Regions from separate parts of the Rattus norvegicus genome. Here region 2 is linked to region 1. A link is a contact called in public Hi-C data. All regions are on one chromosome and are shown on one strand. The core of a region is the stretch at or near the end of the contact, and the rest is flanking DNA. Distances in the headings are between cores, read along the strand shown.

Evidence for each region. A called contact is a pair of places that touch in the nucleus more often than the background predicts.
Region 2: a Hi-C map of liver shows a contact between it and region 1, with 3 times the contacts expected there. The contact joins two enhancer-like sites. A contact is called at or near these places in 2 of 12 Hi-C or Micro-C datasets (kidney and liver).

What each region holds. Positions count from the first base shown.
Region 1 is chr18:35,058,620-35,063,531 of GRCr8, reverse strand. All of the region lies in intron 1 of Ppp2r2b (protein phosphatase 2, regulatory subunit B, beta), which reads left to right. Among named protein-coding and RNA genes, the nearest start is that of Ppp2r2b, 100 kb to the left of the region's middle. Within about 2 kb of position 2,016, at least 2 of the 93 cell types and tissues checked have an H3K27ac peak or open chromatin away from gene starts, as enhancers often do. A contact at or near this core is called in liver, where this site is marked.
Region 2 is chr18:35,224,593-35,229,271 of GRCr8, reverse strand. It overlaps a transcript of Ppp2r2b not described here. Among named protein-coding and RNA genes, the nearest start is that of Ppp2r2b, 62 kb to the right of the region's middle. Within about 2 kb of position 1,926, at least 14 of the 93 cell types and tissues checked have an H3K27ac peak or open chromatin away from gene starts, as enhancers often do. A contact at or near this core is called in liver, where this site is marked.

The sequences.
Region 1 (4,912 bases), core at 767-3,266:
CTTAATTAGTGTCTCTGAAGCTTTTGGGAATCTTCAGGTGAAGTCAGCCAACCGAAGGGAAGTCAGTTGTTCATTCTCATGGCCTTTCCAGTATCTAATCACACATGGAAAATCTCGCGAAAGATTTCTTCTGAGAAGCAATGTTTATTTCATGGCTCTGAGGCTCTGGGGCTTCCTGGAACAGCAGTGTATGGAAAGAAAAGAGGATGACGTCAACATAGAGACAATAATGAACTTAGATCATGAGGTCCTGTGTCTTACTGCAGCTGCCGAGTATGAGAGAAGCTCAAAGCTTCTATACTTAACTCAGCCTCTGCCTGAAAGCATCTAATTAAAAGTTTTCGAATAAAATCAATAATGTTTGGCAGATAAAAGAGCAGATGGCTTAAGGAAGAAACTGAAAGGGCTGCTTTAGGGAAGGAAGCATTAGGCTTTTATTCTGTTGGCGGTAGGGGCAGGAAGAATTCCTGTGGGAGAGGGCAGAAACCAGAAATAGATGAATAGGCAGAGAAGAGAGTCAGGATTAGGCCTTGTCCTATCCTAAATGTAGCTTGGAAATTTAAGTTTAAATGCTTCTAGAGCAGTCAAATGAGACACCCACTCACTGTCTCTCCAACGAGTGAGTTCCATCAGCCTCCTGCACTTATTTTTGTTCATTCTGACTTATTCTTGTGTCCCTCTACACACAGGAAAAGGCAGCAGCCCTTCATCTCACACTTCATGTTCTCCCTCAATCTCTCTCCCTGTCAGATCATTGTCCCCCTGCAATGTCCCTCACTTCCCTAAACTGAAGAAGCGATTTCCCCTTTAATGGTATCCACTCATGCTGTTCCCTCTACTAGAATCACACTTTTCTGTATGTTTTGGATGACTGGACTTTCACATCCTAAAATTTAAGAAAACTCTCCACACTGGGTTCTTCCCGCTAACTCTACCTCTGCATCTCACCCTGGAACACTTCAGTAGGTTGTCTCTGATTGGGTTTCATCTCCGTCCTTCACTATCATGGAAGTCTTGTGAGGAGAGAACATACATTTGATGTATCCCAAGAGCCTAACACTGTGTCCAGCAGATAGCTGTGTAACACTCTGAAGACATGATGCGCGTGTCCTGTCCTTCTCCAAATCGCTCATAGTATCCAGTGACCAAGCACAAACTATGTCCCAGCCTCCCCATGTAACATAGATTCACTGTCTAATTCACATGGAAACACAGCACTTCATGATTAGTCTCAGACTCACCTTTCAGAAGAGGAAACAAAGATATTGGGTCATTTAATAGGCAAATAGTTGGTCACCTAGAGATTTGGGTATAGGAGTCCCTCTAAAGCCTCCACAGTTGCCCTCAGCCTTCCCGTCTCCCTGCAACAAAGACTGGTATTTACATTTGAGTTCATGAAAGAAACTCATGCACACTGCAACCCAGGGAAATATGTTTAAACATCAAATCCACTACAGTGCACTGTAGCACCCAATGGTGGTGTATTCAATCACAATCGCTGTAATGTACTCTTTTCTAAGCCCAGAAAGCTGGCCAGTGGCAGGATCAGTTAGTATGTCTGCATCTGACAGGAAACCAGAGCCATCTTGCAGGTGCTAAGGGCCATCAGGACGTCATCAGATAGGATAACTAGAGATTCCTCTGCAATTCATGGTGCAGTGAACAAACGCTGACGCACTTAGTGGGGTATAAAATGCCCTGTGTTATTCTGGAACTTCTTGGGGCAGTGGCCAGTGTTACAGAAAAGCCACTTCAGGATTCTGCAGAAGTGTTAAATCTACCCAGTAGTCAAGGAAAAGAACTGCTTCGAGTTTGATCCTTCCCGTCACCCCGGAAGCTGAACAGGAATCTCTTCTTTCCCTTGGTTTCCACAACCCTGGTTCAGAGATTTGCAAATCTAAGTGCACAAGCTGCTTTTAACTGATATATGAAAGGGATTTTTGAAATGAATGTGCTGTGATTGGATTTCTGGTCAGTCACCCAGAAGGTATCACGAAGCTAAGCTCTGGACCCAATTCCACTGCAAATGCATAAGCTTTGGCGCCTGCAGCCACTATAGCCACAGACAGGGTGTTTCATATTCCCTTTACATGATGGAGACCCCAGGCTCAAAATGGAAAAAGAGCTTAGCATAAACCTAAAAGAAATCTAATACAAAGTAAATTTTAAAAGACCTTGTCTACGACCTTACCTGAAACATAACCTCTTTAGTTCTAAGCTACCTGATAAAGCCAGAATCTGTTAATACATAACTTGGCTATTTCAATGGCCTTGTCACTTTCAAAAGAACTAAGATGCCCTTTGGAAATGAGAATGTTGCCAATTGGCATTATTCAAATAAAGGTCTCTTTGACCTGCTTCAACATGAGATAAGAAACATGAATAAAAAATAATCACTTATTGTTTGTGACTTGTGCTAAGGTGACTTTTAAGGTGACTGACAGGATTTGGCTTCTCCAAGTGGATAGGAGAGCCCCACTGATAACCCTGTTTATGATTAAACAAATTTGCTAGGCAACCTTTTTTCTGGGAGATGATCAAAGTTGCGCCCCAGCCTTTTCTCCTTTGCCAGGAAATATGAAGTACAATTTTACATTCTGTGTGTTCCTTTTTTTTATTATCTGACACTCCATCAATAATACCAAAATGAAGGCCACACAACAAAGTTAGAACCAATCTAATCTTCATCCCTGCCTTGCCTCCTCAGAGGTAACCAACTGTGCTTACCTCTGCACATCTTCCAAACCACTCTCTGCACGTGTGCCTTTGTGTATGTAGGTCTTCTTAGCTTTATAAATTTGTGTTTATATACATCATGTATTCATTATTGATTAATCAGTCACTACTACAAAATTTAGTGTCTTGAAATAGTAAACATCTCTTACCTCACACATTGTTTGAGAGTGTGGATTCCAGGGATGACTAAGCCCTGGGTGATTAGTCTAAGGCCTTTCTGGAGACTGCAGTCAGGCTAGAAGAAAGGACTGTATTCTTGAACAGCTTGGACCATGGAGGAAGATGAGCTTATATGATGGCTCACGGGCACAGTTCTTGGAGGGAATTGTCATTCCTGGATCTAGGTTGCCATGTAGGCCTCTGCTCAGGGCCTCTTGATTATTCTTGGCAGGCTGCCTCTAGAGGAAAAGATGGGCCATCATGAAGGAAACCACAATGTAACGCCTTTTTATGACTCTACCTTGGAAGTAGCACATTATTCTTTCTGCCATATTTTATTCCTTAGAAATGAATCAACGAGTCTAGTCCACATGTGCAGGGAGACCAAGCAAGCTCTATATCCTAAAGGAAGAAATATCGAAGAAGCTTGGGCTTCCTCACGTGACCACATATGGCACACCAAGCACATGACCATGCACTTTGCTTTTTCTTCTCTAATGTGTCTTGGATCTCCATGAAAGCCCATGTAGGTCAGCCTGATTCATTAGAACTACTGAGACCTATTTAGTTACACCCCTCTTTATCAATACACATTGAGACTGCTCTCAGATTTTTCACTGGTACAGATCAGACTGCAGGAAAGGACTTGTTCATACCTCATCAGTGCATAGGCTAGAGTTTCTCTGGCAAAAAAAAAAAAGCATTCAAATAAAATTGCTGAGCGCATTCGTTTATTCACTACAGCTTGCCTTGCTACTTTTCCATTCACAACCATTCACTCACCCTTCACTTAACACTCAGAGGGACTTTGTGACAGAGCCCTGTTATGCAAACTAGCTTGGAGCCTTATAGGTGATTTGGCCCTTTTCAAGCATGAGCTGAAAATTATTCCGTCTGGCACATGGTCTACTAATAATTACAGCCTCTTCCCCACGACTCTGCTTGTTTTAAGCAAAAACTCCAAGAGCTCACTCCTCTGGAGATAAGGAAGCTCAACTGCTGTTTACGGAGGACTTGGAGGTTCACAGGTACAGGGTGCCCCAGGAGAATCAGGTTGATTAGTGTTAATTCAAACCACTTCCTCTTCGTGGTAGCAGCTGAGAAGTCACATGCACAGATGGAGCCTATAGGTCTCCGTGGGTAGAAAATGCTATTTTAGTTGCAGCTACTTCCAGTCTTTGGCTCTACCTTTCCAGAAAGTACTACTGATACACAAAATCACTGAATTCTCTGAAACGTCTCCAGTTACCATTTGCCTTTCATTTAAAACTTGGAATCCTCTAACTTTCATACATTCAGGCTGCCACCTAGCCCTGCCTGGTAAGGGTCCTTAGACTGTCAGTAACTTAATAGTAGCCACTATGGGTGCTGGGAATTGAACTGTGGTCCTCTGGAAGAGCACCCAGTGTTCTTAACCACTGAGCCACCTCTCCAGGCTCCTTCATGTAAAAAAAGCTGCCATCGCTATACCAGGTATAGATGGCCTGAGGCAATGTCTCCTCCTGTGTGTGTGAAGGAGGAGGAAAAAGTTCCTCTGATGTTTCAGCGTAGGAGGTAGGCAGTGGTTAGTATTTAGTCGAGGAAGAATATTGGAAATATTAAGAGGCAGGCATGATTGGAAGATGAGTGTAGGGTCTTCTGTTAGCGATACCTGAAGAGAAAGAACCCTGGAGGGAGGGAAAGTCTGTGAGCCTTTGTAAGTTAAGAGTTGTGACAGGTTATGAGAAGAGACAATAGTTATAGGTGACCCAAAGGTTAGTTGTTTTTTTTTTAATCCAAGTCATGGAAACAAATGCTGTTTTATAAAAAGATAAAGAGAGAAGAAATATGTTTTGGTGGACGTGTAGTCAGTTATGGGGGAAGGAGGAGCCTCTGTGGGCCCATGCTGAGGCATCCCTTCCCCATGAGGGACCAGCCACAAAATGGTATAGCATAGAATAGAGTTTATTCAGGGCATGGGGGAGAGGAGTTGAGAGGGTAATAGAGGCAGAGAAAGGAAGACAGAGAGAGAGAGAGA
Region 2 (4,679 bases), core at 677-3,176, 170 kb before region 1:
GGGAGCTCTACTCATTCATACTGAAGTCCAAACTGAGGGGCAGGCTGCTGGATCTCCTTCAGTTGAATGTGAAATAGAATAAAGCACAGGATTAGGAATCTGGCTTTGAGATCCTAGAGAAAACCTCCTTCTGGAGGAGTATTTTCCCAAGCTATCCCAACAGACCCTGCACCTGCCCAAACCACTTTGTTTAGATGGCAACCGTCCTCTCTGATGGTGGTAGTGGCCTCCTCTGGCATGAATTGAGCATGCAGTAGTGATGCCATGTTTTATTTATATTCTTTCCTCAGGACCTCTGGTTAGCATCTTAATTTGCAATGCAAATCAGACCTAGGAAATGGTTGTATAGATGCCACACAACTCTGCATCTAGCCACATACAGTGACAAATCCTAATCTCTTGACCTAGAGGCTCTACTGTGATTTCAGATAATAAAAATACTCACCACTTGCAGTAGATACCTACGGTCATCAGATGCACCAAGACTAAGCAAACAGCCTTTGGGGTCTGAAAAGCAACACAACAGATTATACCAAGTCTCAAATAGGAAACTTTACCAGAATGTACGTTGGGTACTTAGATCCCAGAACTGGAAAGGAAGCTACAAATTGCCAAGGATTCAAGCATCACTCCCTGCCACATGCCAAGTAAAATTCTCCACAGATGCTTTTGAGGGAAAGAAAAGGGCATTTATATCTGACTTTAGTATAGCAAGCAGAAAGCTGAAATGTGCACTTGGGGGAGTTCTGCCACGCTAGCTACGGGCTAATTGTATGTTCTTTTATGGAAGACTGTGGCTTAAGTGGCTGCAGTTTAGAAAATGGAACACTGGAATAAAAAAAAAGCTTCTCAATGAATCACTTTATAGAGTCCCTGTGACTAATAGCAGGGTTGGCTCAAAAACTAAAAGGTGGGGGCTGGAGAGATGGCTCCACGGTTAAAAGCATGTGCTGCTCTTACAGAGTGCCTGGGTTCATTTCTGAGCACCCATGAGGTGGCTCACAACCACATAATTCTAGTTCCTTGTGATCTGATACCCTATTCTGTCCTCCCCTGTTACATGTCCACAAATGTTAAACATGAACTGATGGCAGGCACACACACACACACACACACACACACACACACACACACACACACACTCACACAGTTAAATAAAAACTAAAGAGATTTAAAAAAATAAACTCATAGCAAACCAGATGTGAGAAATTTCACTCACTCGGCCTTCTGGTCACCCTCATTCATTGCCCAGAGCCAATATTTGTCTAAGTTAAACATTACTGGTAGAAGCCCACATGACACGCCTTGCCTATCCCAGAGATCTCACGGGCAAGGGGTCACCTATGATAACAAAGCTGAGAGTGCCTGCCTTAGTGTTCTCTGCACCCTAAGAAAACAGGTCCTCTGACAGCCCATTCACCATTGTCTCTGCAGGTGCTGCAGCCTGGAAGCTCCATAAGCAGCAGCTGCAGCTCCCTGTAACCAAGAGCCTCTGGGTTGCGAGCAGAGCAAGGTGGTGAGCATGCTGCAGTTGGATAGCACCCAAAGAGCTATTGTAATGCAGACGGCAATTTCTGGCCCCGTTCTCCAGAGTTAGCTGCTTTCCAAAACAAAAATCTGTTTGGCAGAAAGAAATGTTTGTTTTAAAATGAAATCCATTTGGTTAATAATTATCCACCCAGTTTTAGGTTGCTTTCCTGAGGTCTGTAAATAATGTTGCCTGTCCCAGTGACTGACTAGAAGTGGATTTACCCTTGGAGGAATGAATCTACAAAATGTATTTGAGTCTTGACTTCCCTGTTTGGTAATAGTTGCACCTGACATTGTCTCTTTTTCTACCTGCATTACCCAATGGCCGACTGTGCAGAGAGCACTGAATCAGATGTTCTTTGGGGGTGGGAGGGAGTCACCTGGGGCACCACAGTGCTCTGTGTTGGCCTGACTGGAAAAGAGATTCCACAAGTATAGCCTACCTGCCTTAGAGGTCAGATTGTTTATTTGGGCAATTGGGTTTTCACAAATCCTAAACTGCCCACTGGCATGTTTGTCAAAGCTGCAAGCTGCACGGGCACACTGAGTGAAATCCCAGATGCCCATCCTACGCTGGTTCGCAGCAGCCCTACAGTGAAAGCTGAGCTGAAAACCCAGATCTGACATTTCTTCTCAGCATGTCACCAAGATACCTTTCTTTCAATATCTCCTTGCCTTTTGTTTAAAACAACAAAAATGTTCTTTTAATCTTGATAATTATCAAGAGATAGGAAGGCAGGGATGCTGGGTTGAAAAAAACCTTACTGATGAACAGTTTTCCCAGGTACTAACACCTTGAAACATGCAAGTCTCTAACTGAGTCCACAGAGCTCTCTTACTGATGTGGGTCTTCCTTTTGGGTCACTGGCCACAATTCTGTCTTCTCAGGATATATCAGGTTCCAAGCAAACCATATAAAAGCCCAACTAAATAAAATCTGGTACAGGTCAACCTTGAAAATAATGTAGAAAGGCTAAGAATGGCACTGTCATTTAATCTTGTAATTTCTCTGAACCTTTCAAATCATTTTGAGTTTCTCTAGGTTACATAATTTAATAATGAGACAAAAACAAGACTGAAATGTACGGTATTTTTTCTTCTCTTTCTCCCTCTCTCTGATCTACAGCTTGATAATTCCCTTTTCAAACCCTTCCCTTCAATTAATGAAATGGTTTCCCACCCCACTCCCATCCTGCCTCGAGACAGAATTGCCATGGTTACCTGGGTACCTGTTCTCAAAGAATATATGTAGTACAATTCAGCTATTTAAACGCCTCAGTGTGTTACACTTAGGAACGGTAATGAGACCATTATGAAACTCCTTGTAGTGAAAATACCATTGACGTTTCAGTTTGAGATTAAAACTTTAATTTGTATTCATTTGCTTATGTAAAGAGATAAGGAAGAGGAGGCTGCTCTCTGAAGTTAAATAGCAAATCACTGGCATAAACTCACATCCATCAAGACAAGGCATTGATTGGCACTGCCTCTCTTAGAACAGGGGTTGGTGTAGAATCACTCACTGACCCAGTGGACACCGTGTAAAGACTGGTGCTCCTCAGTCTTGAGTCTCTGGGAGGCCAGGGGGAAGATGCTTGGGAATACTGTCTTCATTTTATCTGAAGACATTGTGTGATGTGGAACATCTCATGTGTCCTTACAGAATTTCCCTGGGGAAAGGCTGTCCCAGTCTGTGCTTAGGCTGTTTACTATTTTTTTTAAAATCACATTGTGATTACTGCCTCTCCAAGGGGTTCTTAACTCAGAGTCCACTCTAAAAGGCTCTGAGATGGTCTGCGAATGAACTGGATGTCTTTGCTGCTTGCAAGATCCATGTTCATCAGTGCTGCCCTTGATGAGAATAGAGTCAGGGTTAACCGTACAAAGCCATTTACTTTCCCAAAATCCATAGTCTGTTTTCAGGAGAGAAAGGAAGTGGTTTTACCAAGAATGTATAGAAATTCAATTAACTCTGCACACTGAAGCTGAAAGGCTGCTCACCGTCAGATCAGCCTTGCCTTCCTGAACGCTCGTTCTGTGAAGTAATAGACAGCTCTCTATTAAAGAAACCTGATCTATTGAAAAGGTGAACAGGAATGTACTGAGTTTCTCCATTTATAGTCCCACTTAACCCAAATGTTTAGAATAAGTAGTAAAAGAATAAGTAGTAAAAGAAGGTCTGGATTTTAATTCTACACCCCACCCACAGTCTTCAAGGGTCAGGATTAAGGATGAATACATTCATCACACATACGACCTTGTGTCTACTCCTCAACACCAAGAAAATAGACTAAAAACTTATAAAAATAAAATTATTAAGCTGTTAAACAAAATTATGGGTTTGTAGTCATTACCTTAGAATAGTGAAGAATGAAGATTTAGAATTTCTAGAAGAACATGCTTTTAGACATTCATAAATCTTAAGTTTTAAAGTTATATATTCTATTGGCAATTCTAATCTATAGGGAAAAACTAGAACGCTTACATATTATTGGTGAGAGTAAAGTTAATATGTCCTTTGTGAAAACAATTTGATAAAATATGTTAAAATGGACATTTTTTCATGTGGTCTATAAATGTCTATCCAAAGCAGGTAGTTTCCCTAGCATGGTATGCCCCAGAGAAAGGTAGAAGGAGGGAGGACGAGGGGAGAGGAGAGATGAGAGGGATCACAGCAAACTTTATTGTCATCTGAAGGAAACGGTACACATCTCCAAATATCTGTATTCTAGAATTTGGTTTCTTAAAGAAAACAAAACAAAAAATTCTTGAAAAATATTTGCAAAGAAAGTCTGTTAACATGAGCTTTGGAAAAGGAGAAATTTAGAGCATTTTTACTTTCTTCGAAATTTTTAGAATAAACATACATGATTGCTGCATTGAAAGCAATGCAAAAAAAAAAAAGAAAGAAAGAAAACAATGCAATTAGTCCCCCAGGAGCACGTGTTCAAGTCCTAAGCCTCAGTGCCTCAGAACATGACCTTAAGAGTGGAGTCTTTACGGGGGTTATCAAGTCAAATGACGTTCTCATTGAATGAGGGCAGCCACTAACCCAATATGACCGGTGTGCTGCTAAGGGAGATACATGGGAAGAAAGTATGACCGGGGAGCCGAGGCTGCAGTGGTATGTGTACAAACCGAGACACGCC